Regions from separate parts of the Mus musculus genome. Here all the other regions are linked to region 1. The links are chromatin contacts, called in public ChIA-PET, HiChIP or PLAC-seq and promoter capture Hi-C maps. All regions are on one chromosome and are shown on one strand. Each heading gives the region's core, a stretch centred on a gene start, on an enhancer-like site or on the middle of the called end of the contact. The rest is flanking DNA. Distances are from core to core; before and after follow the strand shown.

Evidence for each region. Promoter capture Hi-C pulls out the DNA fragments that hold promoters and counts their contacts. ChIA-PET counts read pairs in DNA pulled down with a chosen protein or histone mark. HiChIP or PLAC-seq counts read pairs in DNA pulled down with a chosen protein or histone mark. Capture Hi-C pulls out chosen DNA fragments and counts their contacts.
Region 2: a contact with region 1 is called in a promoter capture Hi-C map of liver, with 2.3 times the contacts expected there. The contact joins the promoter of Zfp710 here to the promoter of Blm in region 1. A contact is called at or near these places in 1 of 39 promoter capture datasets (pre-B cells), 1 of 484 Hi-C or Micro-C datasets (B cells), 4 of 115 datasets of contacts at active chromatin or transcription factors (embryonic stem cells, large pre-B cells, memory CD8 T cells and 1 more) and 1 of 9 other capture datasets (liver).
Region 3: a contact with region 1 is called in an H3K4me3 HiChIP or PLAC-seq map of bone marrow-derived macrophages, with 4 times the contacts expected there. The contact joins the enhancer-like site here to the promoter of Blm in region 1. A contact is called at or near these places in 4 of 39 promoter capture datasets (the C10 cell line, embryonic stem cells, liver and 1 more), 1 of 484 Hi-C or Micro-C datasets (B cells), 7 of 115 datasets of contacts at active chromatin or transcription factors (T-cell acute lymphoblastic leukemia, bone marrow-derived macrophages, cardiomyocytes and 2 more) and 1 of 9 other capture datasets (liver).
Region 4: a contact with region 1 is called in a promoter capture Hi-C map of liver, with 2.7 times the contacts expected there. The contact joins the promoter of Nmb here to the promoter of Blm in region 1. A contact is called at or near these places in 2 of 39 promoter capture datasets (liver and pre-B cells), 1 of 115 datasets of contacts at active chromatin or transcription factors (memory CD8 T cells) and 1 of 9 other capture datasets (adipose tissue).
Region 5: a contact with region 1 is called in a promoter capture Hi-C map of pre-B cells, with 3 times the contacts expected there. The contact joins the promoter of Zscan2 here to the promoter of Blm in region 1. A contact is called at or near these places in 4 of 39 promoter capture datasets (cranial neural crest, embryonic stem cells, liver and 1 more), 3 of 115 datasets of contacts at active chromatin or transcription factors (effector CD8 T cells, embryonic stem cells and large pre-B cells) and 1 of 9 other capture datasets (adipose tissue).
Region 6: an RNA polymerase II ChIA-PET map of memory CD8 T cells shows a contact between it and region 1, with 323 read pairs. The contact joins the promoter of Ngrn here to the promoter of Blm in region 1. A contact is called at or near these places in 3 of 39 promoter capture datasets (liver, neutrophils and pre-B cells), 3 of 484 Hi-C or Micro-C datasets (B cells, CD4 T cells and olfactory sensory neurons), 4 of 115 datasets of contacts at active chromatin or transcription factors (acute myeloid leukemia, bone marrow-derived macrophages, memory CD8 T cells and 1 more) and 3 of 9 other capture datasets (adipose tissue, liver and macrophages).

What each region holds. Positions count from the first base shown.
Region 1 is chr7:80,533,378-80,537,496 of GRCm38.p6, reverse strand. It overlaps Blm (Bloom syndrome, RecQ like helicase), which reads left to right and starts at 2,378. Exons shown (of 22, transcript NM_001042527.2): 1 at 2,378-2,454.
Region 2 is chr7:80,023,774-80,027,892 of GRCm38.p6, reverse strand. Zfp710 (zinc finger protein 710) reads right to left here and starts at 1,665. Exons shown (of 5, transcript NM_175433.5): 1 at 1,410-1,665.
Region 3 is chr7:80,142,081-80,146,199 of GRCm38.p6, reverse strand. No RefSeq gene overlaps it. Among named protein-coding and RNA genes, the nearest start is that of Gm45202, 11 kb to the left of the region's middle. Within about 2 kb of position 2,104, at least 140 of the 459 cell types and tissues checked have an H3K27ac peak or open chromatin away from gene starts, as enhancers often do. A contact at or near this core is called in B cells, bone marrow-derived macrophages, embryonic stem cells and 1 more, where this site is marked.
Region 4 is chr7:80,902,903-80,907,021 of GRCm38.p6, reverse strand. It overlaps Nmb (neuromedin B), which reads left to right and starts at 1,960. Exons shown (of 3, transcript NM_026523.4): 1 at 1,960-2,201; 2 at 2,716-2,888. The coding sequence starts at 2,045.
Region 5 is chr7:80,858,815-80,862,933 of GRCm38.p6, reverse strand. Zscan2 (zinc finger and SCAN domain containing 2) reads right to left here and starts at 2,003. Exons shown (of 3, transcript NM_001382511.1): 1 at 1,857-2,003.
Region 6 is chr7:80,259,085-80,263,203 of GRCm38.p6, reverse strand. It overlaps Ngrn (neugrin, neurite outgrowth associated), which reads right to left and starts at 1,989. Exons shown (of 3, transcript NM_031375.4): 1 at 1,781-1,989; 2 at 1,273-1,383. The coding sequence starts at 1,944. It overlaps Ttll13 (tubulin tyrosine ligase-like family, member 13), which reads right to left. Exons shown (of 15, transcript NM_177765.3): 14 at 3,511-3,829; 15 at 2,383-2,875. The coding sequence ends at 2,679.

The DNA of each region.
Region 1 (4,119 bases), core at 1,129-3,628:
TCTGCCTCCCGAGTGTTTCAATTATAAGCATGCACCACCACAGCTAACTTGTATTGCTACTATGAATATTAACTTATGTATTGTCCCTCTCGACAGACTGAGCCCAGATGTATTGTAGTTCTTCAGGGCCCATCTAGCACAATGACTTGACTAGGGACAGAGAAGTGAAGATAAACGAAAAAGGAGAATGTGACATGCAGGCACATTTAGCTAAGTGTTCCTTCAGGAAGTTGTGAGCATCACACTTACTGCCTGGGTGCGACCACTTGAGTCCCAGTGTTGTTGGTTCTACTCTTTTTGGTAGATTGTTCATATCTTCTTCTTACCTCTATTCTGTATGCTTTTCCATTTGCTATTTAAAAACTGCTTAATTATTGGGGTCTGGTGCTGCAGGCATGCTCCTTGGAAGGCAAGGGCATTAAAATTTCAATGCATAGCTGGGTAGTTGTGTTAACCACCTTTAATGCCAACACTTGGGAGGCAGAGGTAAGTGGATCTCAGAGTTCAAAGCGAGGCTGATCTACAGAGTGAGTTTCAGGACAGCCAAGACTACACAAAGAAACCCTGTCTCAGAAAGAAAGAACAAACAAAAGAGAGAAAGAAGAAATGAGGAGGAAAGGAAGGAAGGAAGGAAAAAGAAAAGGGAAAAAGAGAAAAAAAAGGAAGGAAGGAAGGAAGGAAGGAAGGAAGGAAGGAAGGAAGGAAGGAAATTTCAAGGCATGCCTGCACTTCCTAGCACTCAGAAGGCAGAGGCAGGCAGATGTCTCTAAGTTTGAGGCCAGCTTAGTCTACATAATTAAGTAACAGGCTAGCTAGGGCTACATAGACGCAGCTTTAAAAACATTTTATCAGTTTGTCAGCAGGATGCCTAAAGATGCAGACACATATAGATAGTAAGAAATTTACAATAATGAAACACATGAGTCTAGTCATCATCTGCAGCTATACTTCCTTGGTTTTTGTAACTCATAATAGTTTAGCACAAATGCAATATATAGAACTTGCATATTGTATTTTGGATCTCTAGGTATTTTCACTATATGTGTCCTCTAACCCACAACTCTCCACCAGTTTTCTCTAGATATGAATATTTAAATTTTATAAAGATCCCACATATAAGATCATGCAATAATAATTTACTGTGTCTGGCTTATTTCACTTAGCATAATGTCCCTAAATGGAAAGATCTGGTTCTTTTTACCAGGCTAATTACTATTCTGATGTGCATTTCCCGTCTTTCTCCTGACAGCTTATTTTCATATCTTGGCTATTGTGGATTATGCAGCAATGAACAAGGGAAAGCTGATAGCTTTAGGAAGTTATTTATTAATTTTCTTTGGGTATATGTCAGAGGAGATGTTTCTGGGTCATGAGGTAACTTTTAGTATCTTTCAAATCCTTTGTACTGTTTTCCATATTGTTGTAACAGTTTGAATTTACTCCTTAAAAGAGGGAAAGGGTCCGGCAGTGGTGGCATACGCCTTTGATCCCAGCACTTGGGAGGCAGAGGCAGGTGGATTTCTGAGTTGGAGGCCAGCCTGGTCTACAGAGTGAGTTCCAGGACAGCCAAGGCTATACAGAGAAACCCTGTCTCAAAAAACCAAAATAAATAAATAAATAAATAAATAAATAAATAAAATAAAAAGAGGGTAAGGACAGATGACAGGGTTGGAAGAGAAAAAAATTAACAAGAGCCCACTTTGGTGGAATATGTAATCCTAGTATTTGGGAAGTGTAAGTAGGTGGATCGGGAGTTCAAGGTCAGCTTCTCCTACACAATTTGGTGGAGGTTTGAGGCCAACCTGGGCTATGTAAGGTCCGGTCTCAAAAAAACTAAAAGTTACAAAAATAGAAGATCAGGCATCACCGGGCTGCATTCATGGTGGAAGCTACCCACTAGAACTGAAGCTTCACCCTCGGCATCTGCATGCCAGCTGAAGTATCTGAGCTTGCGACCGATTAATGACAGTCAGCAGTGGAAGAACCGCCGAAGTTTCACAAGAATAGAGGGTGAGATCCAAAAGAAGAGGCCCACAGACGCTTCGCCTGATTTACCGGAACTAGCAAGCCTCGGCTGTCTTCAAACATCACAAAATCTCTACCATGCCACAGACTGGGCTTCAGGCGCCTTTCCCTACACTAGGAAAACAAAAAACAAAAAACAAAACAAAGCCTTACTACGCCGGAAGCCAGGTAGTTTGCCATAATCACCTGACCGGTCAGCTGCATTCGGATTGGGCTTTAGTAGTACGTGCTCGGGGGATACCGCCCCAGCAGCTCTAGGGGCGGGGCCAGGAGCCAGAGGCCACGGTATTGGTTAGATCCTTCAGGGATTACCCAATCAGAATCATCCTTCTTGCCGCGCAGAGCGTGCGGCGCGGGGCGCAGGAGGGCCGTGTCGGCGCGCGGAGTTTGGATGGTGGTTCCGCCCGGCGCGACGTAAGCCTGAGTGAGGTGAGTTCGGCGCGCGCTGGGTTGCGGTGGCTCCGCCGACTAACAGAGCCCGAGGCCTTGGCCATTTCACCAGTCATCCGTCCCAGGTTCTCCGAGCCTCGCTTGTGGCGAGAAGCCCAGACCGGAGTAGAGACCTGGTGACCCAGAAAAGGCCATGTCAGGCGGCCGAGGCTCGAGTCTCACTGTCCACACTTTCCTTAAGGCCTTGATTGTCATACGCGAGAAATTAGCTCATCTGCTTCCCGTAGTTTGTGTAGTGCTGCAACGACCCCTCGTAGCAATGCATGCTTTCGAGACGCCAGAAGAGGTGGAGGTGCCCTGTTTTTAATCGGAGAAGCAGGAGCTCAGACCTCGTTTGCCGAAAGGGCGCGCGGGCTTGGATGCCAGATGAGGTTTGAATAGGACCTGCCCAGCTCTGAAGCCTATCTCACTGCCCCAGGCTTCCTCCCAGTCCCTCTTAACTGTCATAGGTTACCGGGTGAGGGTGACTGAGATGAACCTGCCATCTTCCGGTGTCGCCTTTAAATACACAGCTCTCCTACCTCAGCAAGGGGTAGGGGTGGGAAAGACTGATCGAGAGATGACAAGATGGAGGAGAAGGAGAGAGGCAGACGCCTGGGGAGTAATACATTTAATTGAGCTTGGAAGGAACTTGTCTCAGCCATCCAGTGCTGAGTTGACGTCACACCGTCTCAGCCATCCAGTGCTGAGTTGACGTCACACCGGCTTGAGTCAACATTTTGTTAGCCTGACTGCTATTCTGTTTGGATGTCACTTTAACTTTGCTTGGATGAAGTGGGATTTTTAGGTTCCCAAGATAGGGATTTAGTACCAGTTTGTTTGTTTTGGATCTTGTAGTCCCGTCTGGCCTCAAACTTGTAGAGCTGAGGGTGACTTTGGACTCCATGATCTTTTCAGCCTCAACCTCTCAAGTGCTTGAGTTACAGACCCATGTCACCATCCCTGTTATTTAAAGTGTATATACTGTGAAATATGTACTTCTGCAAAAGAGACTCACAGATTTCTCTGTGTAGCCCACTGTAGACCAGGCTGGCCTCGAACCCTGATTCCACTGCCTTTCCCTCCTGAGTGCTGGAATTAAAGGCAATGGCTGCCACTGCTGGACAGAATGTAGCATCTTAAACTTGGTTGAGGGACATGCTCTATTTTCTAAATTTTTACCTTTTGTCAGGAATGGAGATAGGAGTATGTTCTTGTCCATGTTTGTGTGTGTGTGTTAATGTGCAAGAAGACCAGAGGTACCTTCTGCAGTTGTCTTCCATCTTAGTGTTTGGGGCAGTCTCACTGAACCTGGAACTTACTGATTAAACTAGCAAGCCTCCCAGGACTGGCATTATAGATGCACATTACCACTCCTGACTTTCTAAGTGGGTTCTGGAGATCTGAAATCAGGTCCCTATGTTCATACTACAAGCAGTTTACTGACTGAGCCATCTTCCCAGGCCTTTTCTGTCTTACCAGGTTCAAAGTAATTGAAAAATTATCTGTATAATTTTGTGCCTAAAAGCCTTTGAGTATCTTGCTTTCCTGTAGAATAAGATCAGTTGCCACTAGGAATTTTGGTGGTTCACACCTATGACCCCAATTGGCACTTTGAATGAGACAGGAGAATGGAAAGTTAAGAGCAGCTTTATAAAGACTATC
Region 2 (4,119 bases), core at 416-2,915, 510 kb after region 1:
TTCGAAGATAGGGCACAGGGCCCGCAGGTCAAGTGTCCCCTCACTGGCAGACTGGCCGCTAAGACCGTGAAGGAACTCTGCAGTGTCCGGGTGAAAACACACCCAGACTACTGCTCGGCCTGGTCGGAACCATCACGCAGGGCGTAGAGATACATTAATGACCGTTTTGGATTAGTTAAAGCCCACACAAGCACCTCCCTGGCCTCTTAAATCTTCCCAAACTACAGTTTAGACTGGAGGGAAGCAGTTGCAGGGACCATAAAAGTCATCTTAAAAGGCAAGTTGAAAAAAAAAAAAAAAAAAGAAAGAAAACCAACAACCCGCTACGCACGAGTTAGCAAGTCCGCAGCTGGGGCGGAGGGGTGGGGGGTAGCACCGAGGCCGGCTCGGTGGGGTCTGAGAGTCGTGGAGGGAAGACCACCCGATTCGGGGGGCTCCTCCGTCTGACGCCGACGATCACGCCCCACAGCTCCGTCCAATTAGGAAAATGACCGCGAGGAGAGGGAGAGGGGGCGGCGAGGAAGGGAGGCCGAGCCACGGGAGGCTCGAGATCTGCCGTGGGGATCTGCCCACCGGTTCCCGGCCCGGGGGGTGCGCCTTCAACAGGTCGGAGACGGGGCCACCGAGGTGGGCCGGGGTCCCGCGCTGGTGACGCCCGCTGCCCTCGAGGGGCGCCCGGCACGCCAGCTGCGCGCTGAGCCCTAGCCACCCTGCCGGCCGGGCCGCGCGGCCACCCCACCCGCTCCCGGAGTAAAAAGTTTGTGGGCAGCCGCAGGGGCGGGGCGGCGAAGGGTGAAACTTTGAGTCCCGGGCCGGGTGCGGGGGGAGCATCCCCGAGCGCCGCGACACCCACGTGCGGGCCGGAGACCGCCGCCGCCGCCTCCCCGGCCTCCCACGCTACCGCCGCGCTTTCCTTTCATTTTGCTGCTTCTCTGCCTGTGCCTCTCTCTCTCTCTCTCTCTCTCTCTCTCTCTCTCTCTCTCTCTCTCTCTCTCTCTCTCTCTCTCTCTCTCTCTCTCTCTCTCTCTCTCTCTCTCTCTCTCTCTCTCTCTCTCTCTCTCTCTCTCTCTCTCTCTCTCTCTCTCTCTCTCTCTCTCTCTCTCTCTCTCCTCTCTCTCTCTCTCTGTCTCTCTCTCTCCTCTCTCCTTCCCTTCCCCCTCTCCTCCCTCCTCCTCCCCCCCTCCAGACGCCATCTCTCTCTCTTTCCCCTTCTCTCGCTCCAGCTCTCCGGCATGAGGGAATGTGGAAGTGAAAGGAAAAGACGACATGTTTGCCTGCGCGCCGCCGTCCCCGGGGAGAGGCGGGGGGCGGGTCGACCGCGGCCGCAGCGACCCACCCCCGCGCCCCCCAGCCACCCCGCCGCGGGCCGCCCGGGGGCTGGCGGGGCCGCGGGCTCGCGGGACACTCACCCTGGGTCCGGGCGCGGCTCCTCGCGCTGGGGGCCCTCGGCTGGCCGGGCCGGGCGGGCCGGGGGCTCCTGCTGCCCACCGCCCGGGTTGCAGCTGCGCGCCGCCTCCACGCGCGCCCGCCCTGCTCTGCCACCCTCCCTCCGGCTCCTCTCTTTCTCCCCCCCTCTCTCTCTCCCTCCTGCTCTCTCTCGCGCTCGCTCGCTCTCTCGCTCGCGCTCTCTCCCTCCCTGGAAGAAGGGAATGAGGCAGGGCTGACGTGAAGGGATGCTAAACAGCTCCTCCTAAGCCTGCTCGCAGAGGAAGAGAGACAGAAAAGCAGCCCTTTTATCTCTCTTTTGTTTTCTCACTTCCTTCCACCCCCCCAGCACCCCCCTCTCCTCGGCCCAAGTTTTCTTTTTCTCTTTCTACCGCAGAGAGGATTTTTCTTCTTTTCTTTCTTTCTCTCGCTGCAACTCTCCTACTCGAATTGCAAGCCTGGAGGCTTCTCTTTTTTTTCTTCCCCTTCCCTCTTTTCTTCCTCCTTCCTCCTTTATTTCTCTAAAAGGGTTTTGTTTGCTGTGGGAGTTTCGTTTGAAAATCGAGTCACGCCTTTTTCCTTCTTTTCTTTCGCCCTCTCCCTCTTTTTTTTCCCCTCCTCTCAGCAGAAAAGGGGAACAAAGATTAACAAGCGGGGGAGAAGGGAGCGTCAGAACCTCGCATGGAAATGGGGGGGCTGTCCCTGCCAGGCACAAAGGGGGCTCCAGAGAGCAGCCCCCAGGAAGTCTGGGGTGCCCTATCCCAAATAAGAGCTAATGGGGGTTGGGGTCGGGGGAGCCCGAGTGGCCAGTCCTTCCGAATACGGGTTAGGGCTCAACCTGCCCCCTCCCCAGTCAGGGGTGGAAGCTGGGGGTGCTCTTCACTTAATATATTTTTTAAGTGGGCAGATGGGACTTAGAGCAAACGTCGCCGCAGAGCCCTCAACAGTAAAGAGCCTTTAAACAGCTGTTCGCAGAGCCCTGGACGGTCAGACTCGAGGGAACGGCCCCGGCTGCTATCACCGGGACCCGGGTGCGAATGGGGTTCAGAGGAGTTCGGGGTCCCTCGCATCCTCCCCAAGCCCAGGGCCTAGGCTCGACCCCGGGGTGCACTGCTGGAGGGCGCCGAGGCGTGGTCGTTCGCTGAGGTCTGGGCCCTTGTGGCTCCCCGCGGGGCCCGGGGTTCGGCATAGCCTGGCCTCCTCCCAGCTCTGGGACAGGCCGGACACCCCGCCTCCAACCTCCCGGACACCCGCCACTCAAGAGCTGCGCCGCTCGACTCCGACGCATGGGCGGGTACGGAGCCCGCGGACAGAGCGGGGCAGTGTCGCCACCAAGGGTCAATTATTCATGGGGCGCCTGGGCGTGCTCCCAAGACCAGCTCTGTCTTCGGCTTCTCCAGAGGAGTGGAGACAACACGGGGGAAAAGTTCCCAGAGCAAAGTTGGCCACATTTCTTATTTTCCCAAGTAAGTATTGAGCACCTGCTGGATGCCTGGCCCTTGGACTGGGGCTGCAGCTGGGCGAGAAACGTGAGGTCTCGGCGGGCCCAGACAAAGCGAGGGAAGCTGTGGCTCCGGACCAGGTCACCGAGCTGAAGGGAAGCCTGGATCCTCTCCCCTCCCTGCGCTCTTCCTTCCCCTTCCCTCCTTCCTCCGGGCTGCATCTCCTTGGCTCCACCCCTTCTCATCAATTCCTCCCACACTTCCCTGCTCTCCCTGGCTTTTCACTGGAGGGTCCCTTCTCCCAGCGAGGAGCAGATGCAGAGCCCCATTGTCTCTCCCCCAATGACTGCAGCCTCCCAGGGATAGGACCAGCCACTCCTTCCCCTCCCCCCAGCCCAAAGGCCTGGGTCTTTAATGACAGGAGCCCCAAGGCCACTGCCCCTCGCCCCACCCTACACCAGCTCACGGAGCTGTGAGCAATGACTCCAGTCACTCAGAACATGATTTATTTCTGGCAAGGAGTGAGAAAACAGAAGCCAGAGAGTTTGGTTCAGCAAGAAGGACCCCGTGATTTCAGGCTCAGCACACTGGGTCTCTAGTGACCTCAGCACCTTCACCAGCCAACAGGGAATGCTGGAAGCCACAGTTCTGTCATCACCTGCCCTCTCCAGAACACCCAAGTCATATTTTCTCAAAAAAAGACAAAGTCCTCTCTGACAGTCAAATAGTCATTCAACAACCATTCGCTTCTGTGCCTGCTTCCTGCCAGCTCCCCAGCCTGCAACTAAGGACTTAACCACCAGAGACACCATCTCCTTGTTCTGGCTTTGCAAACTGGTAGGAGCCCGAGAGAGCTGGGCCTCAGTCAGGCATCATTGGTGCATACTTGTAGTCCCAGCACTTGGAAAGCTGAGACAAGAGGATTGCCAGGAGTTTTAGGCAAGCACAGACTACATATTGAATAATATATTAGCCAAGGCCATTATGGCAAGACTTTGTCTCAACAAAACTAAAAAGAGGGAGGCACAGTTGTGCATGGATTGAAATCCCAGCTTCTGGAAGGTAGAGACAGGAAGAGCAGAAGTTCAAGGTCAGCCCAAGCTATGTAGCCAGTTCTAGGCTGGGCTATCTGAGACTCCTCAAAAAAGGGGTTTGGGGTGGGGCTGGGAGAGACAACAGGTAGCTAGGTGCCTTATGAGGGCATTGAGAAAGCAACTCACAGGGGCTTGGGCAAGGCTGGCCAGCGAAGGTT
Region 3 (4,119 bases), core at 855-3,354, 390 kb after region 1:
TCGCTCAGCACAGATAACAACTTCCAGCCTTGGAGGAAAGGACAAACTGTGAATGTGGATAAATATCCGGAGTGCGTTATTTTTATTTCTGTGCTAAGGATGTCACTCAGAGCCTCATAGAGGCAGGTGTGCTACCATTGAGTTAGATATCCCAGCCCTGCATGGAGTCTCCACCCTTTTTATTTTTCCCCCAAAGACTCCCTCAGTAGTCCAGGCTGGCAATGGGATTCACTATGTACACACTATGTAGCCCAGGCTGGCCTTGAACTCGGTGATTCTTCTGCCCAGCCTCTCGAGCACTGCAGTTATATATAGGCATCTGCTACCACATCCACTGTATCACGGTTCTAAGTGGCCAGGTTCAGAGAACGTTACATGGAAAATTTGTCAGACTTGGGAAGTTCGCCAGGCTCCCAGGCATGGGCAACTCGGTTATTGACTATATACACTGGGTTTTTGGAGAAAAATAAATTGCAAGCATGTTAATTACAGGACTAGCTCTTTTGTTGGTTGGTTGATTGGCTGGTTTTTCCTGGAGAGAGGGTTTCTCTGTGCAGCTCTTGCCCTCCTGGAACTTGTTCTGTAGACCAGGTGTGGGTTCGAGTCCCACCTCCTGTCACACACAGGGTGGCCTTGAACTCAGAGATCCTCCTACCTCTGCCTCCCAAGTGCTGGGATTAAAGGCATGGGCACTTTTCTTTTATCTTTTCTTTTCTTTTCTTTTCTTTTCTTTTCTTTTCCTTTCTTTCTTTTCTTTTCTTTTCTTTTTTTTTTTAATTTTTCGAGACAGTTTCTCTGTGTGGCTCTGGCTGTCCTGGAACTCACTTTGTAGACCAAGCTGGCCTTGAACTCAGAAATCCACCTGCCTCTGCCTCCCGAGTGCTGGGATTAAAGGTTTGTGCCACCATGCCCAGCTTCTTTTTTCTTTTGGAACAGGTTCTCAGTGTGTAGACTAGCCTTGAACTCAGAGATCTTTCTGCCTCAGGCTCTCTCACATGCTACTACTTAAAAGATGTATACCAGCACACTTTGCTAAAATACTCTCCTCAAACAGAAGATTGTACCAGGCAGTGGTGGTACACACCTTTAATCGAAGCACTTTGGAGGCAGAGGCAGGCAGATTTCTGAGTTCGAGGCCAGCCTGGACTCCAGGACAGCCAGGGCAATACAGAGAACACCCCTCCCAGATGGCAGTGTAGGACTGGGAATGTAGCCCAGGGAGGAGAGTGGTTGTCTAGCATGTGCAGTGTGCTGGATTCCATCTCCAGTATTCTGAAAACTGGGTGTGGTCACCCTCGATTGGAGTCCCAGCAGTTGGGAGGTGGAGGCAGAAGGATCAAAAGTTCAATACCATCCTTCCCAACTCAGGGAGTTTGAGGATAGCCTGGAGTACACGAAATTCCTGTCTCAAAATAAAACAATAGCTGTGTGTGTGCACGATGCACGCCTTTAATCCCCGCACTCAGGAGGCAGAAGCAAGGGTGAACCTCTGTACGTCTGAGGCCAACCTGGTGTCCATAGAAAGCTCCAGACAAGCTAAGGCTATACAGTGAGGCCTTGTCTCAATAATTAAAACAATAATCTGGGACAGAGGCAGGCGGATCTCTGAGTTTGAGGCCAGCCTGGTCTACAGAGTGAGTTCCAGGACAGCCAGGGCTAGACAGAGAAACCCTGTCTCGAAAAACCAAAAAAAAAAAAAAAAAAAAAAAAAAAAACTGGGCCAGTGAAGTGATGAGCACCTTTAATCCCAGCACTTGGGAGGCAGAAGCAGGCGGATCTCTGATCTTCCTCTTGCCTCACCCTCTGGAATGCTGGGAAGGCAGACCCATGCCACCCCATACCCCTCTTTCACCCTTTCAAATGTCCTAGTAGACAATTTAACATCACAGTGAGTCTTGCGCGTTGTGTTTTGTGGGCCGCAGCATCGGGACAATGTCTGGCCTGTCTCAAGCAGGTATACCTGTCAGCTCTTGCCAGCATTCCTGCCTGGCCTGGTGAGCGCTCCTCAGGTGGCGGGTTTCACTGGAAACACTCCTGCCCTCCCTTTTCTTGCCTCTGCTTTGGAGAGGGATCCCTGCAAGGCATCTGTTTCCCTTCCAGGCTTGGCGTGTGTTCTTGTCCTCTGGTTCTTCTTTTTAACTTCCTCCCCGAAACCGCTCCAGATGCACCCTGCCTCAAAAGCTTAGCATTTCTAAAAAAGGTGGGATTTTCCTGCTGTCTCTTCTCCCATTTCTCACCACACCCCACTCGGCTCTGTCTGGCTCCAGGACTCTGCGCCTCAAGCATCTTTCTGATCAGACTGAATCCTTTCTTATCTGAACTTACTGGTCACTTTACCTAAGTCTCTCTGTTTCCTCCTTCAGCCCCGCCCTTCTGAGGTCTGGCCCACTATAGAGAGATGGGACTGCGTTCCAGGGGCTGCCTTATGCACTTTTTCCCCAGCCGGCCCCCCGCCCCGGCCCCCACCCCTGAGGCCGTGGGTCTCCTCTCAGCCTGGCAGCTGGTAGAGAGACGATCTGCATCTCAGCTGTGGCTGCCCACTCATCTGTTTCTCAGGAGACCCACATAGACACCAGATGGCAAGTCTGCAATGTGCTTAGCGGGGTGAGAACAGGTTTTGTTTGGGAAAATATCTCGATCAGCCAGTTGGGCCGAGAAGGGGAAGTGCCAAGGACGCGGTTGAAGAGAGCTGGTTACACACAGGAGGAACTGAGTAGCTGCGTGAAGGACAGCTTGCAAGACAGTGGTGAGAGATCTCAACAACAGGAAAGTCAGAACGGGGGAGATGCAAAACAAGAGAACCCAGCCCAGAGGGTGCCACGATTGGTTTTTACATATATTTATCTATTTTACATGTATGTATGTGTGTGTCCATAGTCTTCTTGTGGAGTGTGGAGGTCAGAGGACAACTTTAGGGAGTCAGTTCTGTCCTACAGAGTGGGTTCTGAGGATGGAACTCAGATTACTGGCTTTGGCAGGAAGTACCATATCACTAACTCACCTCACTGGCCTGGCCCCCCCCCCCCCATCCCCCTCTGTGACTTTTGTTAGTGGGTTGAGTAGGATCTTGCTATGTAGCCAAGACTAGTCTCAAAGTTTCAAACTTTAAGCTTGCAGTCCTCTTGCCACAACTTAAGTTGTTCTCCTGCCCCCAACCACCCCTTCCAGACTGGCTCTCAATTTGTAATCTTGACTATCCTCAAACTTAACTATGTAGCCCTGCCTGGTCTTGAACTCATAGAAGTCCATCTGCCTCACTTTCCCATGTGCTGAGATTAAAGGCATATATTACCATTCCTAGCCTTTTAAATTTATTATATATACTGTAGCTGTCTTCAGACACACCAGAAGAGGGTATCAGATCTCATTACAGATGGTTGTGAGCCACCATGTGGTTTCTGGGAATTGAACTCAGGACCTCTGGAAAAACAATCAGTGCTCTTAACCACGGAAGCATCTCTCCAGCCCGCCACCTGCCATGTATGTGTGTGTATGTGTGTTGCTTTTAACCATTGAGCCATCTCTCTAGCTCCAATTAGCTATGAGTTTTGGATGACTATTTTTGTTGTTGTTTTAACTGTGCAAATATACATAGCAGGCAGGTATCGTGGCAATTACCTTTAATTCCTGAACTCCAGAGTAAAAGACAAGTGGATTAGACAGGTGGACAGCCTATTATAAGTTCAAGGCCAGCCTGAACTACATGGTGAATACCAGGATACCAGGTCATCCAGAGCTGCTACAAAGTGAGACCCTATCTCAAAAACAAACAAACAAACAAACAAACAACCCAGACCCAACAAACAAACAAACAAGCAAACGAGCATTGTTACATACCACACGCCTTTAATCTCAGCACTCCTGAGCCAGAGGCAGGTAGATCTGAGTTCAAGCCCAGCCTGGTCTACAGAGTGAGCTCCAGGACAGCTAGGGCTACACAGAGAAAGAAACTGTCTCGAAAAACCAAATAAATAGGGAATTTGAGTCCCAGCACCCACATGGTGGCTCACAACCACCTGTAACTCTGGTTCCAGCAAATCTGATGCCCTGTTCTGATGTCCCAGGGCACCAAGCACTCATGTGGTACACACACATGCATGGGGATGAAATACTCATACA
Region 4 (4,119 bases), core at 711-3,210, 370 kb before region 1:
CCCCAGAGAACTCAAAACTCACCCCGGTGCTGAGCGGATACAGGCGTGGGAAAATGGCGTGCATGTGTTAGGGGGAGCTGTGTGTGTTCTCAAAGCTTTGGGTACATCAGGCAGTGCCCCAAAGGTGTCATGACAAGTAACGAAGCCTCTGAGGTGATCTCTGACAGTGACATAAGAGAGAAGCTTGTCAGGTGAGTTCCTTCAAGCATTTAAGGAAGTCAGCACTCACTAAAGTCAATACTGTTTCCTTTGGTTTCTACGTCCATGGACCAAAGCGACAGTCTGAGCATGTGATAGATGCAGAAAAGCGGGAGGCAGCCACACAGGGAAGATTAGTATGGGAAGGTGATAAGAGCTATATCTGAACACCATGGCTAAGCTGTGACAAGAAAGCAGGGAGGTGTGAATGTCAGGTTGGAAGTGAGAAGCAAGGAGACTGAAGGGAAAAGCCAGGGCCAGAAATGGACTGTCACTGTCCCGTGTGCCACACTCCAGAACCTCAGTAACACGGCCTCAGAAAACTTCCCTGGGCCTGGGGGATGAAGGCTAAGCTTAGGCAGTGCTTGCCGTGCAAGTATGAGTACTGAGTTCAGATTCCCAGCACCAAACGCAAAGCCAGGGGTGTGGGCCAGCACCTAAAATCCCAGCGCTAGGCAGGTGGAGAGAGGAGGGTCCCTAGGCTTGCTGCCCAGCCAGGTTTGAGTCAATGAGCTCCAGTTTCAGCAAGAGACCCCGCCTCAAAAAGTAAGGTGTAGGCTGGGGAGATGACGAAGTGGATAAAAGCACTTGCAGCCACAAGGCTGAGCTAAGTTCAGATTGGTAGAACCCACATGACAAACTGTATGTACTGACACATACATGCAATCAGTGTTCCTGTGGTGAGATGAGAGAGATGGATGGGAGAATAACCCAGAATCTGTGGGCCTGCTAAACTGGACTATATGACAGACAGCAGAAAGAAGGACACCCTGTCTCAAACAAAGCAGAAGGTAAGAACTGACCCAGTAAAGACAGCAAACCAAGTAGAGTGGCTCACATCTATAATCTGGTACTTAGGAACCTGAGACAGGAGGCTTGCTATAAGTTCAACTCAATCTGTTCTATGTAGGAGTTCCAGGACAGAGAGCTACATAGCTCATGTCCCAAACAAAATAAAAAGATTATGCTAGGCAGCACAAATGATGCAGTAAAGGGTCCAAGACCTAATACTCTATTCCATCAGTCACTCCTTGACTTAGTTTCTAATGAGTAAGTGAACTCTTGTGAACAGGAAATTGGTGTCCCCTCCTGCCCCTCCCACAATGCTGGGTCGGAGCACATATCTGCCCCTGATCATTCAGGGATGCCACTGATGACTGAAGATACTTTCCAAGACCAATAAGAACAGCTCTGGAAGGCAGAGTTCTGCTTCTCCACAAGTAGTATGGTTATTTCCGTTTTACACTAGAGAAGTCATCTGGCCCAGCAATCTTTCCACTGATCTGACCTACAGTATGATAAGCCAGGCCCTTTAAAGGGTACCACTACTAGGAGGCAGCTCCTCACTCCCTTCCCCATAATTCTGTCCCCGTTCTGGGCACAGAACTTGTCCAGGTTATCCAGTGTGTGCCATTTGTGAGCACAAAGCAGGGCAAACAAGGCTCAGATGGTTTGAGACAGGAGGTGACAGGATTCTTGAGTTCCTCTGCGGGATGATGCCAAACACATAGACTGCCAAAAGCAGGGCTTCTTGTTCTGCTTTAGCTTTAAGGAGAAGCTTTGAGGGCTGAAGTAACAACTTGATGGAAACACAGAAAGCTGTGTTGGTGGCCTTGGGAACCACCTTTGCTGGGGACGATGCCATAAGCACGCGAGTGTGGTGGGTTTCTAGGAGAAACCGGGATGCAAGGCTGTGTGGGCGGAGCCTGCGGGGCGGGGCTCTGGGGCGGAGCGAGCTCCGCTCCTCAGGCAGGCTCCGCTCCCGACTGTAGTTTAAAAGGCTGGAAGGCGGGCTTCGAGAACTAGTATCCTGAGAGTGCCAGAGAAGAGCCTGTTTGGCACAGCCATGACCCGGCAAGCAGGGAGCTCTTGGCTCCTCCGTGGTCTCCTGCTCTTCGCATTGTTCGCTTCCGGCGTCGCTCCCTTCAACTGGGATCTCCCGGAGCCCCGCAGCCGAGCAAGCAAGATTCGAGTGCACCCTCGGGGCAACCTCTGGGCGACCGGTAAGTGTTAGGGGACCCCCTATAAGCATGCCTCATTCTCCTTGGTCCTCAGTTTCCTTTTCAACACTTTGGAGGCTCTTGGTAGCGGAGCTCCTGCAGTCGCGGGGGGCTCATCAAGTTTAACAGATGGGAATCTTGAGACCCTAGACATGGCTAAGATAACCCACTCAGAAAGTTTAAGACAGAGATTAGATCCGGTTACCAGTCGGTTAGGCAGACTGACAAGTCTTCTCACCTCATGTCTTCTCTGCATCCATTTAGAGGCACCTTCTCCACTTCCTTCCCTGGCAGGTAGTCTCCCTGGTCCTGGGCTATCTACCCGTCTTCTATCCTCCAGCGGGTCAGGAAAAGCTCAGGATGTCAGCTTTGCCTCCACCCAGAGATCTGTGGCTTCTGAGGATAATGTTTCTTGTCTTCCCTCTGTGAGAGCCGAAAGGTCGACTAGACCAGAGCTTGCTGTGGTGATGGGGTCCTCATCTTGAGCTCCCATGTACCTTGGCACCTCCTTTCTTAGGTCACTTCATGGGCAAGAAGAGCCTGGAACCCCCGAGCCTGTCACTGGTGGGGACAGCACCCCCTAACACCCCGAGGGACCAGAGACTACAGCTGAGTCATGATCTGCTCAGGATCCTCCTGCGAAAGAAAGCTCTAGGCATGAACTTCAGTGGCCCAGCTCCCCCAATCCAGGTAAGCCCCCTCCCCAGTACCAGCATGGAAGAATTGCTGCCCAGCATGTCTTCAGGGTGGGACTGCCTAGCCAGACGGTAATGGATTCCAGAAAGCCAAGGTCCCAGGGCTCAAAGGGGGAATATCCCAAAGACTGGAAAATGACGCAGCAGCCAGACTACATGGGGGAAAAAGTTCCTCCTTGCCCATCCCCAGTCTGACGTCGCAGACTAGGAGTATTCTAGCTCTTAAATAGAGTGTTCTCCAGGCCACACAGCCTTGTCCACCCCAGCTGTCATTAGCCAAGCCCACCTTTGCCATGCCAGGCTGTGCTTGTGTCCCAAGCTGTGATCCCTACGGCCTTGAGGTGGAAGGGAAGTGACCAGTGGTGACACCTCAGAACCAGCCTGCTTTCCAGTCTCCCATCCACTTCCCAATGCCAGTGTTCCTGACAGTAAAGGCTCTGCAGGGCTGTCCTTTGCATTTGAGATGCTTAGCACATCCCTGGTCTCTACCCGCCAGAGGCCAGTAGCACATTCCCTTCTCACCAAGTTGTGATAACCAAGATTCCCTGCAGACCAAGAACAATGCACTTGCCTGCAGTCCCAAATGCCTCATAGGTTGAGGCAGGAGGATGGTTTGAGATCAGGAGTTTGGGAAAAACAAAAACCAAAGCCTTCGGACATGAGTGTCGGTGTCCCCCTGGTGGAAGTGGGCTTGACTCACTGCTGGTTGTAAAGCATTGACCTGTGGTGCTCAAGGCCTTGTGGTGCTGCCAGGTGGTGTGGCAGCTCCTCCGTTCTTGGCTCCTGCTGGTGTCCCCTGGTACTCATTGCTGTGTGCAGAAGGCAGTGGGATGGGTAGGATGCATGCTGGGGCCACACCTAGCTAACTAGCTAGGGGAACCTTAGAAATGTGTCTTCATCAAATAGAAACAACAGGCCCACCTCCCAGTAGATGAGATCATTTGTATCACGTGCAGTCCAGTTCTGGGCAACCAGAAAGCTCTTGGAAGCAGGAGTTCCTACCACATGTCTGCAAGCCTCTGGCAGGACTTTGCTATGACGCCCTTCCTACCCCTACTATGCTTAGCACAGTGTGAACATGCTCAGAGAAGAGACATTCCTTAGAAGCAGGTCTACCTCCAGTCCCAGCAAACATCCCTGGAACCCCTGATGCAAAAGCGAGAAGCTTGGGCTAGCTGAGTCCAGAGAGAAAGAGAGAGAGAGAGAGAGAGAGAGAGAGAGAGAGA
Region 5 (4,119 bases), core at 754-3,253, 330 kb before region 1:
AGTGAGTTCCAGGACAGCCAGGGCTATACAGAGAAACCCTGTCTTGAAACACCCACCCCCCCCCCAAAAAAGAAGAAATATCACACACACACAACATTGGTCTGATATCACTATTCAAATGCTAAATACTGGCCCCCAAGATCTGGTTGCACGCAACTAGAAGGTCTCATATACACCAAATGATGCTCTGTAAACCTTGCCCCACCCCCCAACTTATCCCAGCCAATAGAGATGACTGGGCAGAAGGCAGGGGGTGGAGCAAAGGTTCCCAGGCTTGGGATCTGAGGTAGAGACCATGAAGAGAGAAAAAGAAAGAAGGAAGTGGCCATGGGGGAGGTAGTTCATGAGCCCATGGCTATAGGGGCTGGCCTGATGGAGTAGAAGCGGCCCAGGCAGAGCATGGCAAGTGATACCTTGGGAGGTAGACAAAATAGCCCAACTTTAATGCTTTTAAGCTTATTATGAATCTACAGGTTTCTGTGTCTTTTATCTGGGAACAATATGGTCTGAAGTGGGGTAGAAACACCTAGTAGATATTTAAAGACAACAAGGGGATATAGCAACCCAATAATAATAATAATAATAATAATAATAATAATAATAATAATAACTACCACACACATACACAGCATTGCTCTTTTCAGAAGACCAAAGGAAGAGTAGTGGGATGCAGTGATCTGGGCTGAGAGAAACAGAACTGACATATCCTACCCTAAGTCAGTTCAGACTCCCTTCAGAGACTGTGACCTAACAAAGAGGTTAGTCATTCAACCTCAGTGACCACTTAATGAATAGATAACACTCATCCTTATCATATGGAACATCATAGTGATTACTAATGGATCGCATGTCAAGGTGCCCCCAGCTTCACTACAAGTCATTAGTGCTATATTTCAAAGGAGGTTGCCCTCAGATAATCTCCCAGATCCCAGAATCCAGGACTCCTCAAGGCCCCTATATAAAATGGTGTACCAAATACCTTCAATCATCTCTAGACAACATATACTTAAGTGTAAATAATATGTAAACAGTTGGTATGCTGTACTGTTTGGGAATAATAACGAGAACGCTCCTACATGTTCAGTACAGACATTTCTGTTTATTTTTTTGCTTCTGAAGCAAGATCTCATTATGTAGCCCACGCTGGCCTCGAACTCCTGACCTGCCTGTCCTGCTTCCTGAGTGCTGAGATTACTGCCTGCCCAATTCCTTTTTAAATGAACACACATGGGGATCATTGCGGGGGGTGGGGGTGTGGGGGACACACACCTAGATCTGAGTAGTAGCTCTACAAAATATTCAAAGCAGTGGAATTAAAAACTATTTAAGTATTATGAAAGCAATGAATATTTATTTTTAAAAAATCATTACACCATAGAATCAGATAACATGCCCTCCCCCATGAAAATAGCAAAAGTTAAAACAGAACAGCAACAACAGAAAGAAAACTGAAGCTCCCAATGTCAATTTGTCCAAAATGACTACGTGAAACACAAATACATCGTAATTCTTCCTGGACATCCCGGGAACACTGAACCTAGACAGCTTATTAGCTAAGCCTGGCTCCGACACGCCCCCTCAGAACCTCAGTTTCCCCACCTGGTCAAGGAGGCGGCTCGGTGGGATGTCGTCGAGCATCCCTTCCCAGTGTAAAGCCTGCGTTCCTAGGCTGCGCGTACCCAGCGCTCTGGTGTGAGCGGAGCCTCGAGGGCTCCGAAGAACCAGGACGCAGAGCTGCGCGTCCAGCCCGTCGGGCGCGGACACCGACGCCCCTCCCCCAAACTGCCCTGAGCTGGCTCCAGGCCCGTTACTCGCTGTCTCTCTGGCTGTTCCCCGCGGGGCGCGCGGCTCCTGACCTGCCTCTCCCGCTCGCCTCTCCAGGGACCAGGTCCTGTTCCCGCTATCTCTCTGAGCGCAAAAGCACCCCACGGTCTGGCCCGGCCCGGCCCGGCCCCTCTGGATTCACCTCAGCTCAAGCCCAAGGGGCACAGAGAACAATGGACGGGAGAGGCCCGCCCATGGCCACTCTCATTGGCTGTCCACAACAGTTCCTGAAATTCTGCTCCACTATTGGTGAAAACTGCGTCCAGATGGGCGTTGGGAGGGAAGTTCCACCCGATGCATTGCGGGAAATGTAGTTTACCCAGAGACGGGGGGGGGGGTGGTTTGTACCTGAGCGAACAGAGGGTTTGATAGCCGTAAGTAATGCCTCCGGATCAGAGGCAGAGGACGACCCAGGACTAGCTGTCTGTCTTCTAGTACTGCCCAAAGCTTTCACCTGAGACAGATAGTGCCAATTCTCTAAAGCTCGCGTGTATTTATCTATAAAAAATGAAAGCTGGGTGAATGTATCAGTCTTTTTCAGCTGAGAATTGAGTGGCAAATGAGCCCTCGAGAGCCAAAAGCTGACTCTAAGCAGAGAAGAAATCTGCGCAATCAAAGTTCCTCTTGGCCCAAGTTCGCACCTCTCCTGGAAATTTGCAGCTACGCACAGGCATTTGCACTCCGGGGTTGCACTCCCCTTTGTTTTCACACGTGGTATTCTTGCGTCTTCACGAAAGCCCCGCCCCGCTCTTTCTGCTTTGTAAGTCCTAGTCTATAGTCGGCTCCTTGGAACCTGCCCTACAGTTAGGCAAGAGGTTAGCTCTGGGAGGGAATGACCACCCAGGCACCCTAAAACAGGACACAAAGGACAATAGTGGTCCTTCCAGATGGGTCATCTCAAGGTCCCCAAAACAGGATGTAAAGAACAGCAATAGATGGTAGTGGTCTACTAGTTGGCTCAGCTTCAACTGGCTTCAGGGTATCTCTAGATAAGAGTATGCATGGAGTGCCTGCTACCCCTTCACCAAGTGAACTTTTCAGCTTTGAGGGCACTTAAGCCCCAAGACTGGGTGAAATGAGCTTCCAAGAAAAGTGTGCCACTTTGTTTTAGTGCCCGCCTTAATGGAGGGACAGGGAGAGGATAACAGATAAAGGATAAATCTAAACCCACTTCTGTCCCCGACACAGCCATTCCTACTCTGTACGGATTGCTCTCTTCCCAAAGAGCATACAAACTTTTACTCCCTTACTCGCTCTAGTTAAAACCCTTGACTTGGGGGCTGGAGAGATGGTTCAGTGGTTAAGTGTGGGAAGCCGTTGCAGAGTGGCAGTTGCAGAGTGGCAGTTGCAGAGTGGCAGTTGGCTACTGCTGGCCACTACACATACATAGGCAGTGAAGGTTCTTTTGCCAAGACAAGTTAACCAATCAGATGTGAGACACACCTCTCCTAGGCCTATGTAAGCAGCACCAGTTCTGGGCTCAGGGTCTTTTCGCCTCTACAATCAAGCTCTCCCAATAAACGTGTGCAGAAGGATCCTGTTGCAGCGTCGTTCTTCCTGGCCAGTTGAGCGCGCGTAAGAGTTAAGAGCACTTGCTGCTCTTGCAGAAGACCCCAACACCTACATTACAGCTCACAACAGTTTGTGGGCCTGGTTCCATGGGATCCATACTAAATAAAAACAAGAGAGTAACTACCTGGACACTCAGGTAGGAAATCTAAGGGAGAAGTGATAAACAATATCCTCCGTGGTCTACGATAAAATGCACCTTTACCCACTGAGCCATCTCGCTGACCCAGGAACTGTTGTTTTCTCATTTTGTCGTTTGCTTTCTCGTAGTCTATCAAATGAAAGAATTTGAATGTTGGAGAGATAGTTTACTGGTAAATAGCACTTCCTGCTCATTCAAAGGATCCGAGTTCAGATCCCAGCACCCGTATGGGTGCCTTACAACTCCCTGTAACTCTGGCTCGCACGCGCGCGCACGCGCGCACACACACACACAAACATACACACAGCAAAATAAATTCATTTCTTCTGACTTAAAATGATATTTGGCTTTAAATTTTTTATTTTATTTTATTTTATTTTATTTTATTTTATTTTATGTGCACTGGTTTGAGGGTGTAGGATCTCCTGACTGGAGTTATAAAAGTTGTGAACTACCATGTGGGTGCGGGAGGTTGTACCAGGGTCCTCTGAAAGAGCAGCCAATGCTCTTAACCACCAAGCCATCTCTTCAGCCCCACATCTGGGTTTTGGTTTTTTTTTTAAGGTTCATTTTATTTTTTAATT
Region 6 (4,119 bases), core at 740-3,239, 270 kb after region 1:
GTCAAGTTACTAACTGAGCTATCGCCCCCAAGCTCCTAAAAGCGGAGGAAAGAAAAAAAACCTTAATACTTAAAAGAAAATTCTTTTTAAAAAAAATATTTAAGCCGGGTGATTAAAGGCACACGCCTTTAATCCCAGCACAGAGAAACCTTGTCTCAAAAAAAAAAAAAAAAAGAAAAAAAACCAAGGGGGCTGGTGAGATGGCTCAGTGGGTAAGAGCACCCAACTGCTCTTCTGAAGGTCCGAAGTTCAAATCCCAGCAACCACATGGTGGCTCACAACCATCTGTAATGAGATCTGATGCCCTCTTCTGGTGCATCTGAAGACAGCTACAGTGTACTTACATATAATAAATAAATAAGAAATCTTAAAAAAACAAAAAACAAATTTTTATTTATTTTATGAGTGCACTGTATCTGTCTTCAGACATACCAGAAGAGGGCATCAGATCCCATTACAGATGGTTGTAAGTCATCATGTGGTTGCTGGGAATTGAACTCAGGACTTTTTTTTTTTTTTTGAGACAGGGTTTCTCTGTGTAGCCCTGGCTGTCCTGGAACTCACTCTGTAGACCAGGCTGGCCTCGAACTCAGAAATCTGCCTGCCTCTGCCTCCCAAGTGCTGGGACTAAAGGCATGCGCCACCATGTCCAGCTAACTCAGGACCTTTTGAATAGCAGTCAGTGCTCTTAGCCACTGAGCCACTGAGCCATCTTTCCAGCCCCCTTAAAGAAAATTCGTTTCAGACGCCTTTCAAGTAAGAGTAGTGACTCATACACAGTGTAATCCCTGAACTTGGGAGGCAGAGTCAGAATTGCCCCAAGAATTCCAGGCTAACCTGGTCTACAGAGCGGTCTTGTCAATAAATAAACAAATACATAAATAAAATAAAAATCCAGGAGCGTTGGTACATACTTTTAATCTCAATTACAAAACTCAGATGGCAGAGGCAGGAAGACAAGAGTTCAAAGCTATCCTTGTCTACAGTGTCCTGGAGGTCAGCTGGCTACATGAGGTTGCCTCAAAAGAAGAGCTTTCCAAACTTCAATCAACTGTCCATAATGTACCTACCAAGCTAGGTATGTCCTTAGGAGGTGATGACCTCAGTGGACCATAAGCAAGTCCCTGTGCTGATCCCAGCATCGCAAAACAAACAAAATTCTGGACAGGTTTAGGAAGTTCCTTATTATGACGCTTTCTATTTTAAAGGCAATAATACTAAATACTTAAAATCCCCCAAAAGGTAAATCCCATTTTGTAAGCAACGTCTCACCGGATCTGCTCCATGGCTTCCCACGTCAGTGTTCTGGGTGGTGCACCTGGAGCCTCCATTTGCCTTCGTATTTTCTGGAATCGCATTGCTTTTTTCTGACGTTTCAAAGCGCTGGGGGAAAGAACCAATGGCAAAAGCCGAGCTTGGAAGCAAGACTAGTGTTTCAAAAAGCATCCAACTAAATCTTGGAGAGCTCAGCCCTCTCGTCTGACCGCATGTCTGCCAGGTTAAAGCACTCTGGGTGCACTGCCCCCAGAAACCTAACACCTACAGCACCTGAACGTAAGCATGCCGAACTCTCTAACGGGTGATGAAACACGTCACTAAGCAACGGGACCTAGGGTGTCAAGGGAGCTGATCACTTGCCCCTGTGCCCTAGACAACGGATGAGAAGAAACTAGAGCCTGTGCAGACGCGGCTGCCGGACGCCCGGAGCTGGGGGGGGGCGCATGGAACGCCGGGGCGCGAAGCCTAACTCCAGGCTGAGGGCTCGCCACGAAGCAGGTACCTCTCCACCTCCTGGAGCTCCCGCTCCTCCGGCTCCCAGTCGGAATCGGGGTCCGGCTCGCAGCTGACAGAACCCGGGCCCGCCATGACCTGGGACGCGAACCCACAGCGAGCGAGAGAGGTGCGGACACGACCGCCCAAAAAGAGGCTCAGAGAGAGCGCCATTGCGACGCGAGGTGGTATCTACAGCTCGCGACCGGAAAGCACCGGAAGTGGGAGGGCGAACCCGGAAGCAGAAAGGAATAACCGGAAGTTAGACGGTATCCTACGCTTTTCGTTTCCTGGGTGGGCGGGGGCTGTCCTTGTATTGTCCAGTTACCCACCCTTTCCTGCTGATTTTGGTTTTGTGGTGCTGGGGAGCCAAGCTAGGGCCTTGTACATGCTAGGCAAGCTACTGCCACTGAGCTATCTCCCTAGCCATTAAAAAGGAAAAAATGTTTGAAACGGTCTAAATTGTCCTAGCCTTAAATTCATCATCTTGTCTCAACTTCCTAAGTAATTGGAACTACAGGCCTTAGTCACCAGGCTGGGCTGGGCGTCCCTGCTGTAACTATGAGAAGAGCTTGCCTCAGACGGGAGGATCGAAAGGAGGTACAGCACGCGCCTGGAAAACGACATAAACTTTAATAAAAAGACGGGTTCAGTTGCCCAGAGCCGCCCCTCTGGCACAGGCTGCCCAGGCCTGCCTGATTCTGCCACTGTGGCAGGAAGGGCGTACCCTCAGCAATCTTCTGATGGCGACTACACCGTAGTCGCTTTTGACTCCTCCGGGAAAGGAATTCCTTGTTGCCCAGTGACCTCCAGCCCCAAGCCATACCCAGGGTTCAGACCCATCGCTTAGGGATAAACTCAGCCTAAGGCTTGGTGAGCAGCGATGCATACAAGCTGGCCTTAGCTCTTCATCTTTTAGTCTTTACCGATCCCCAAAGAATCTTAGAATGTTGAAGAACTCTTGGTGTCTCCGTGTTTTTTGCCTTTTGCAAACAAAGGTCCTGGCCAGAGCTTTTCAATCTGGAACTTGTTGGCAGTCTTTCAATTAGCAAAGATTGAAGACCATTTGCTGTTTTGGTTGAGTGCTGGGCTTTCCTTCTTTTACCTGTGTTGGATGATGTTGAGGAGTGGGCTGGAATGCTGCAGTACTGGTGCAGAGGCAGGGCATAGGGGAAGATCCCCAGCCTTGCTTCCTCTGTGTTCAGAGTTTACCATGGAGGGCAAGGTGCAGCATTCAGTCCATGAGCCATTTTCCTGTCTTTTGGGCTGCAGAAGATAGCCCTGCCTTGGGGTTAGAGTGGGTGGCACTGATCCTGACAGGGCTCTGTTTATGGCTTCTAGCCTTCTGCTGGCTTGGCCTTCTGCAGTAGAGACATGGACCCCCACTAAGTTGTAGTACCCACAAAAGAGATGTTCTCACCTCTTTCCCATCTGTGCTCCAGTAACACACAAGACTGGCATCCCATGCTTCCCTCTAGCATCTCTACCACACTGGATCTTAATTAGCCTGTTTACATGTCCATTTCCCTGTTAACCTTGGTTGAGGGCTGGAATTGGTCTGTCATCTCTATCACCAGGGTCACTAGATAGAAGCAAGTAAATAAACGGGTCCACTGCCTTCCCCCCATGCCTATACTACCAGGAATGCCACTTTGTATCCTAGGAGCAGCCCAGCTGTAACATTTGCTACTAGGAATTTACACCAGTCAAAAGTGACCAAGGCTATTTTTGAATACTTACGGCTAGTGAGCCTGACTCTAGAGCTGGAAATATAGTGCCTCCCAGATTTCTTCATTGACAATGAACAGGGGCCCGTGGCTGCTGAATCTCCTATCCAGTTGAAGTTCTTGGGCTGAAGATGGTACCGGGAATGCTGTGCAATTGCGGGATTGATGCTTGATAGCGGCCCTAAGATCCTGGGGATCAACTCGTGGGGCCGAAGTGGTTGCAGGAAATGAGGAGGGATCTGCTCTGAGGCAGCCCCTCTCAGAAGCACCAATGGGACCAAATTCACAGGTTGCAGTTCTTGACTGCTCAGCCCGTCCTGGTGAAATCTAGGCTAGAGGAGAAGAGCAGCCCCTTACCATATTTCTTGGGAGTCTGGATAGAGTGTTGGAAATAAAACAATCTCTCCTAGGCCATAACCATTGTTTAACTAGTTATTCTTTTGGGGTTCATCAAAAACAGAGGGCCCAACAGGTTTGCTACTAGCCCAGGGAATAGTGAAAACGGCAGCTGTTTTGTTGGCCCAAGACTGTTTACTTAGCTCCCATTAGAGCCAGGGCATTGCCAATACTAGGGTAAGTACATAGAAGCCACTGAGCATGGTGGTGGCCTTGTTATTTGTCA